Regions from separate parts of the Pan troglodytes genome. Here region 2 is linked to region 1. The links are chromatin contacts, called in public HiChIP or PLAC-seq maps. All regions are on one chromosome and are shown on one strand. Each heading gives the region's core, a stretch centred on a gene start, on an enhancer-like site or on the middle of the called end of the contact. The rest is flanking DNA. Distances are from core to core; before and after follow the strand shown.

What was found. HiChIP or PLAC-seq counts read pairs in DNA pulled down with a chosen protein or histone mark.
Region 2: a contact with region 1 is called in an H3K4me3 HiChIP or PLAC-seq map of stem cell-derived excitatory neurons, with 2.6 times the contacts expected there. The contact joins the promoter of RPAP1 here to the promoter of MAPKBP1 in region 1.

What each region holds. Positions count from the first base shown.
Region 1 is chr16:33,739,465-33,743,318 of NHGRI_mPanTro3-v2.0_pri, forward strand. It overlaps MAPKBP1 (mitogen-activated protein kinase binding protein 1), which reads left to right and starts at 2,025. Exons shown (of 31, transcript XM_063794778.1): 1 at 2,025-2,198; 2 at 2,761-2,983. The coding sequence starts at 2,870.
Region 2 is chr16:33,510,104-33,513,931 of NHGRI_mPanTro3-v2.0_pri, forward strand. RPAP1 (RNA polymerase II associated protein 1) reads right to left here and starts at 1,941. Exons shown (of 25, transcript XR_010151354.1): 1 at 1,855-1,941.

The sequences.
Region 1 (3,854 bases), core at 775-3,274:
GGCGGATCACGAGGTCAGGAGATCGAGACCTCCTGGCCAACATGGTGAAACCCCATCTTTACTAAAAATACAAAAATTAACTGGGTGTGGTGGTGCGTGCCTGTAACCCCAGCTACTCGGGAGGCTAAGGCAAGAGAATGGCTTGAAACCAGGAGTCGGAGGTTGCAGTGAGCTGAGATCGCCACTGCAGTCCAGTCTGGGGACAGAGCAAGACTCTGTTAAAAAAAAAAAAGCGTGGCTTTGGCCTAAGACTGGAAGTACCCAGATTCCAGACTTAAGAAATCCTCATTAAAATGCTTTCAGTTGTTTTTCATGAAAGAAATGACCAGTGATACTTTGTAAACCATTTATCTGGCCATGAGTGATCAGGTGAGAAAACCGTTAGCGGACACCAGAATGATCTGGAGAGGATTAGGGACGGCTCTTGTGGGCACATTTTTACTCTAGTTTCATGGGTGGAGATGGCATCTGCCGTGGTCTGCAGCATGCAAGTAAAGACACCAGGTGGCACCATTTATTAGCTTTCAATCCCATGGAGAGGTCCCATCATGTAACTAGCAAGAGGTTGAGGGAACCAACTACCTCTTGCATATTGTAGCTAATGGTTCTTGCCTTCTTCTTCCAGACTTGGGAAATAAATTTGAAAATCGTATTTTATGTTTCATAATATTTGCAGTGCATGGTTGAAGGGAAGAAGGCCACGTGCTATTGCCAGTTGGTCTCCAGGAGGTGACATCCATCATCTCCATGTCAACTTGTGAGCTTTACAAATCTAATTTTCAGTACGTGGCTACAGTATACACAAGCAAATATGTGCTTTGCCACTTGGCTCTAAAGGCTCACCGTTGTACACAAGCAATGAGTTTAGGGGTTCTTCCCTCTTGTTATCACATGTCATCTCCACAGGGTTTCAAAAGATCTGGATAGGGTGAGACAGACACACCAGTGTAGTACTCCCTTGGGTCCCTTGTCTTTGGCTTAGGCTTTTTCATAAGGTATAATAATTTGTTAGAGGTTCTTCCCTCTTGCAGACACATGTCATCTCCACAGGTATTCAAAAGATCTGGATAGGGTGAGACGGACACACCAGTGTACTATTCCCTTGGGACCCAAGTCTCTGGCTTAGGCTTTTTCATAAGGTAATTTCTTGTGGTAGTAGTCAAGTGGAGAATACTCAGGAAATACTATTTCATGTAACATTTCCGTGTATTCCCTCTGCCTCCCCCGACATGAGTTAGAAAAACTACCCCTCGATCTATATCAGCAAGCTCGACAGTGACCTCAGCAAGGAACAGCCCTAGATAAAAGGATTCATAAGTAAATGGAACGAGGAAAAGATCTAGAGCAACGAAGTCCTGGTCAGCTTTAGGTGAGGAAGCACAATGGGATGTTGGAGGCTAAAGAAGCCATGAAACCTAAAGTATTATAACATAGCATATGCACTTCTCTTCTCTTTCCCCCGCACGCCCAAAGCTCTGTTCAAGGCCACCCTTTCCCCTTTCATGATGACCAGGTTGCCCAGTGCAAAAATACTCTTCTTAGCTATTAAATTGCATTACTCAGAATAATCCTTTCCACGTTGAGTCTACGTGCCGGACTGGCTGCGAGCAGAAACTACTTCAGTCGCTTTAAATCTCAACACTTGTGGTCGCTGGGAGCAGAGCTTTTAGGCTGTAGCTCAGTCTTGTAATTCTGAGCTAGGAGTTTCAGCTACGGTCCCTCGGGCCTATCAGATGACAACCTTAACACCCTGGAGGCGTGGTTATCGTCTTGGGGCTCTGGGAAGTGCAGTTCCATGGGGGACCAGGCCTGATAATACCATAAAAGGCTTGGTTCTCTCAATTCTGAAGCCATGTTCTGTTGACCTTCCTCTAAAAGCGGTACCCGCAATTGTGCGGATTCCGTGGTTCCCTAGTCCCAAGCCGTCTGCTTCCTGGGCCCTTTCATTGGCTCCGCCCCCGTAAACCTTGCTCGTCCACTCTGGAAGCGCTCTCCTGACTACAGGCCGCGCCCCTCGCGTCGGCTCCGCCCACCCAGCCCGCTGCTTGGCCCAGGCGGTAGTTCGCGTTTTGAGCCGATCGTGCCACCATAGCTCCTGCTGCTGCCTCTGCCGCTGCGGCTACCGCGGCGGAGCAGAAATTGCCGAACGCGATGCCCGAGGGCGCTGTGAGCAGGGTGGCCTTAGCTCACCGAGGCTGGTGAGGCTGGGCCCGAACGGGGGCGCTGACGAGTAGCAGGGGCCTCAGAGGCGGGTGAAAGATAAAGGTCCAGAGCCGCTGTGGAGGGCGGAGAGCGAGCTCTGGAGGATAGGGAGTGGGGGAGGGAGGCTCCCGTGGCAGAACGAGTTGTGGGCTACGGCGAGCCCCGCCGCGCCGAGTCCCCGCCGGCGCTAGCGCAGGTGTCCAGGCCTGCGGAAATCCCTGGTGGTATCGGCGGCCTCCTCCCTTGGACACTACAGTTGCCATGGGAACAGTTGGGCATTAACGGGAACCAGATCGTCCACGAGACCAACTGGGGCCCATCCCATCCATCTCGCCAGTTAAACGCCTCTGGCGGGCGTGGGCCTGGCATTTCTTCGTGGCTTAGGATTTCCCCCCCCCTTTTTCGTGAGCCTTTCCTTCCGACGTTGTAAGAAACTGTGCAGGGCTAGAAGGTGGGGATGAGGGAAATGGTGAGAGCAATACCCAGAGGTAAAAGCTGCAGACTTCGCTAGGCAGAAGGTAAGACACTGTGATACTAAGGTGGCTTCTGCCATCTCAGGTCAGTGAGAGGGCATACTGGGAAGCCCTGTGGAGTGGGAAGACAGTGCCGCTGTTGAGACAAGACCCAGGACTGGGCCGGGGACTGTCCCAAAGGGTTTCTCGTCATAATGGCTGTGGAAGGGTCAACCATTACCAGCCGGATCAAGAATCTGTTGAGATCTCCATCCATCAAACTGCGCAGGAGTAAGGCAGGAAACCGACGAGAGGACCTCAGCTCCAAGGTGAGTCCTGTTGGGATCCACCTCTTTCCAAACCCACCCTCTCCTGCTCCATGTTCCTCGTTAACCTTCCTGTTTCTTGGGAAAGATAACTAGAAGCCCTTGTTGACTCTAAAGGATCACATGTGATCTCTGCAGGCAATGATTTGGTTTTAGGTTGAAGGAAAAAGAGCAGCAGGGGTGAGCATGCTGAGATTCATCCATGAGAAGAGGTGAATAGTAGGAAGACCACCTGGGTTCAATTGTGGCCTCACTATACACTAAGCATGTGCTTGGGAAGCCAGTTGATATGCTATGACTCAGTTTCCCTTCTTGGGAGAGGACAGTAGGAACACATACCTTGTGAAGGGCTAAGCTGTGACTAATGTAGCTGCAGGTGTTAACGTAACAGCTGGGGTTATGTAAGACTGTAGTGGCAGAAAGAAATATGCTAAAACACCTAGTCAGAGTTACTGGCTTGGTAATTGCTCTTGCCTACGGTGAAAACAAATTTTTTTTGTCTCTTCAAGAGGCTAACTGGAGCCTTTTGGCTTCTTAGGAATAACATGCAAGAAGCCAGATATCTGTCAGCAAAACAGTTCTGGATGGCCCTTCAGCATTGCTTATCTCATTCACTGTATGCCAAGAGCCACATCCCACTCAGCTGCAGATGATCCTCAGAGGCAAAGTTCCTTTCCATAGCTTCACTTGTCTGGGTTTTGGTCCTTATGCTTTTTCAACTAAATAAACCCCACAACTTTGGGAATCCAGAAGTAGACGACATTTATTTAATCCCTTGAGGGAATCCAGGGCTTTACTCCCACAGGATCAGATCAGATTTTGTGTCTTATTAGTAGCCTGTAAACACAATAGGGTTGTGAGGTACAAGGTTGTT
Region 2 (3,828 bases), core at 691-3,190, 230 kb before region 1:
AATTAATTGCATAGAAGATCAGTGCTACACGATTTCAGAGGTGGGAAAAATCCCTAAAGGTTAAAAATAGAGGTCAATATTGAAAGAGAAAACTTAGATAAGTAGAGAACTGAAGGAAGTGGATGAAGTGAGCAAAGACCTGTCTACAAAATTTCATCTTAAATTTGGCATAGAACTTGTATTAATTACTATTTGTAGCATGACAACAGCGAAGTATACAGATGTGCCTTTTCCTGGATGGGAGGTAAACAGTATGAAAATGGACTGCCTGTGTTCAAATCCAGGCTCTGCCATTTACTAACTGTGTAAGCTTAAGCAAGGTATTTTACTGAAGTTACTGTGCTTGTTTCCTCATCTGTAACATGAAGATAACTGTACCTACCTCCTGAATTAATTATATATATGTAAGAAGATTAGAACAGAGTCTCATACATGAAAGGACACAAACGCCAGTTATGATTCTTATTATTTATATAGCCAAAGGGCAGATAACCATATCTAATTGTTGGGCAGTCTGGCCAACAAACAAGGAAAAAGTCTCCTACCCCAGTGCCTACCCAAAGGCCCTAAGGAAGGCTGAACTAGATGAACTGAGAATCCATAGTATGTTAACAATTCACTCCTGTAAGAGTCTACATAAGCAGAAACAATTCCTACTTATCCATGGATTCATGTGATCCAAAAGCAAAGTCCAGCTCACTTCACAAGGTGCGCCATACCTACATCACAAAGAGAGCCAGGGGGTTATGGGCACCAGTTTTGGAATCAATAGGCCAGAAGTCAAATACCAGTTCCGCTACTTACTAAATGCACTAAATGTGCGAAATTAGGCAAGTTATCAATGCTGTCCTTTTTTTTTTTTGAGACAGATTCTCCCTCTTGTTGCCCAGGCTAGAGTGCAATAGCACGATCTCGGCACACTGCAACCTCCGCCTCCTGGGTTCAAGTGATTCTCCTGCCTCAGGCTCCCGAGTAGCTGGGATTACAGGCGCCTGCCACCACGCCCGGCTAATTTTTTGTATTTTTTTAGTAGAGACGGGGTTTCACCATGTTGGCCAGACTGGTCTCGAACTCCTGACCTCAGGTGACCCGCCCGCCTCGGCCTCCCAAAGTGCTGGGATTACAGGCGTGAGCCACCGTGCGCGGCCTCTATGCTGTCTTAAGTCCCGTTTCCACAACTGTAAAATGTGAGTAACAGGTCCTATATAATAGGAAATGTGTGAGGATTTAAATGACTATACACGCAAAACGCCTAGCCCAGTGCCTGTTACTTATATAAATAAACCTCAGTAACAATTATTTTAGTCCTAAGTAAAGCCACCAGTGTGTTTCCCCACAAATCCAGCGCAGATTTGTCCAGAACCAATCAGTGCTAGAAGTGATAACATTTTCAGTTATTAATAGAATAAGAATGGGTTGGCCGGGCGCGGTGGCTCACGCCTGTAATCCTAAAGAGTAATGCCTAAAGAGTAACTCGTAAAAAAAAGTAGTCCTAACAATGGACCTCTGGGTTTATGTTGGCCTCTGAGGAGTCTCTGGGGCTCTTACATTGCAGCCTATCCTCCAGAGCCAGGATCCAATCCCGACTCGGGACACGTGACTGCCCTTACCGCTCAGGTCAAGGGCTCCAGTTAAGCCTCCTGGACCACCCAACTCTACAATGAGGAATCACCGAGTCGCAGCTTTCGCCGCCCGTTGAAGGGCCATGCCCGAGATCTATGCACAGAGGAGGCCACAGTTGCTCCCTTACAGACCAAAGGCCCGCAGGCAGGTTCCAACAAAGAAACTGGACACGCTACCCTGGGTCCTCCTCCCAGATCACCTGAAATCCGTCCCTCCAGCCCCGCCACCTACGTGCTCCAGGCCTGTCTGGTCGCCGCCATCTTGCCCCGCAGAGATCGCGTTTCCGCCTCCGCCAGATTCCAGCTTCCGCCCCGCAGGCCAGCCCCGCCTCTCCCGGGCTTATCTCGAAGCATTCTGGGCTTTGCTTGTTCAGTGCAGCGGACTGGTGAGCGCGGTGCTGCACGGCTGGCGGTTTATTACCCCCACGTAAGCTCTATACCATCACCCAGAACACACATCCTTTTTTTTTTTTTTTTTTTTGAGACAGAGTCTTGCTCTGTCGCACAGGCTGGAGTGCTGTGGCGCAATCTCGGCTCACTGCAACCTCCGCCTCCCGGGCTCAAGCGATTCTTGTGCCTCAGCCTCCCGAGTAGCTGGGATTACAGGTGCCCGCCACCACGTCTGGCTAATTTTTGTATTTTTAGTAGAGACGGGGTTTCACCATGTTGGCCAAGCTGGTCTCGAACTCCCGACCTTAGGTAATCCACCCGCCTCGGCCCCCCAAAGTGCTGTGATTACAGGATGTGCCACCGCGCCTGGCCCACACATCCTTCTGATGTACAGCAGGCACAGCCCCTTCTGCACATACGACACCCCTGGCAGGGACACAGCGTTCCTCAGACGTCCCTCTGCACTCACCAGCCAGTGTTACCACATCCCACATCCCAGCACCCATGCCCACGGCAGCACACAGAAACGTGGACACACACACACACCCCAACGTGACAAATGTGTTTATGGACGAGCTAGAAGGTAACCATGAAAAAGGCCCAAGGAAAGAACACTGCCAGTGTGCACTGCAGAAATAGTGGTGGTGAGAAGAGAGGGAATAAAACTTCCTTGCTAGCAAGGTTATCATCTTCTCCAGAATCTTGCCTTTGTTCATCCCACTCTCCCTTCTTGGAAATCCTCCCTCTTTTCCCTGCCACCCCTGTCTCCAAAGGATAACTCTTTAAGGCCTAGCTGGCGTCAACTCTAAAACCTCTGCCAGCCACGCCTACTCACCAAACTTTCCTTGGATTCACCTGGACTCTTACCGCCTGCACCAGTTGTGTTGTATGCTAAGAACACACTGCCAACTACCAACTGTCACCGGTTACCTTTTCACAGGCATATGTCCTGTTCCCTTGAATAGACTGTCAGTTCCTTGTGGGCACCAGACCTTGTACTTTGCATCTAAATACTGAGCACCCAACGTGTTGCCATGCACATAGTAGGACCTTAAGTAAATCATTTCTAGACCGAAGGACTTCATGGGGCAGCCAATGTTAGTCCAGTGGCTTTCCAACTTTAGCAGGCACCAGAATCAACTGGAAGTCTTGTTAAACCAGATTGCTGGGGCCAGGCACAGTGGCACATGCCTATAATCCCAGTACTTTGGGAGGCTGAAGCTGGCAGATCTACCTGAGGTCAGGAGTTCGAGACCAGCCTGACCAACATGGTGAAACCCCATCTCTACTAAAAACACAAAAATTAGCAGGGCATGGTGGTGTCCACCTGTAGTCCCAGCTACTCAAGAGGCTGAGCCAGGAGAATCACTTGAACCTGGGAAGCGGAGGTTGCAGTGAGCCAAGATGGAACCACTGCACTCCAGATTGGGCCACAGAGCCAGACTCTGTTTCAAACAAAACGAAACAGATTGCTGGGCCTCAACCTCTGAGTTTCTGATTCAGTAGGTTTTTCTTTTTCTTTCTTTCTTTTTTTTTTTTTTTAAGACGGAGTCTTGCTCTTGTCGCCCAGGCTGGAGTGCAATAGCATGATCTCGGCACACTGCAACCTCCTCCTGGGTTCAAGTGATTCTCCTGCCTCAGCCTCCCGAGTAGCTGGGATTACAGGCGCCCGCCACCATGCCCAGCTAATTTTTGTATTTTTAGTAGAGACGGGGTTTCACCATGTTGGCCAGGCTGGTGTCGAGCTCCTGACCTCAGGTGATCCACCTACGTCAGCTTCCTAAAGTGCTGGGATTACAGGCTTGAGCTACTGCAC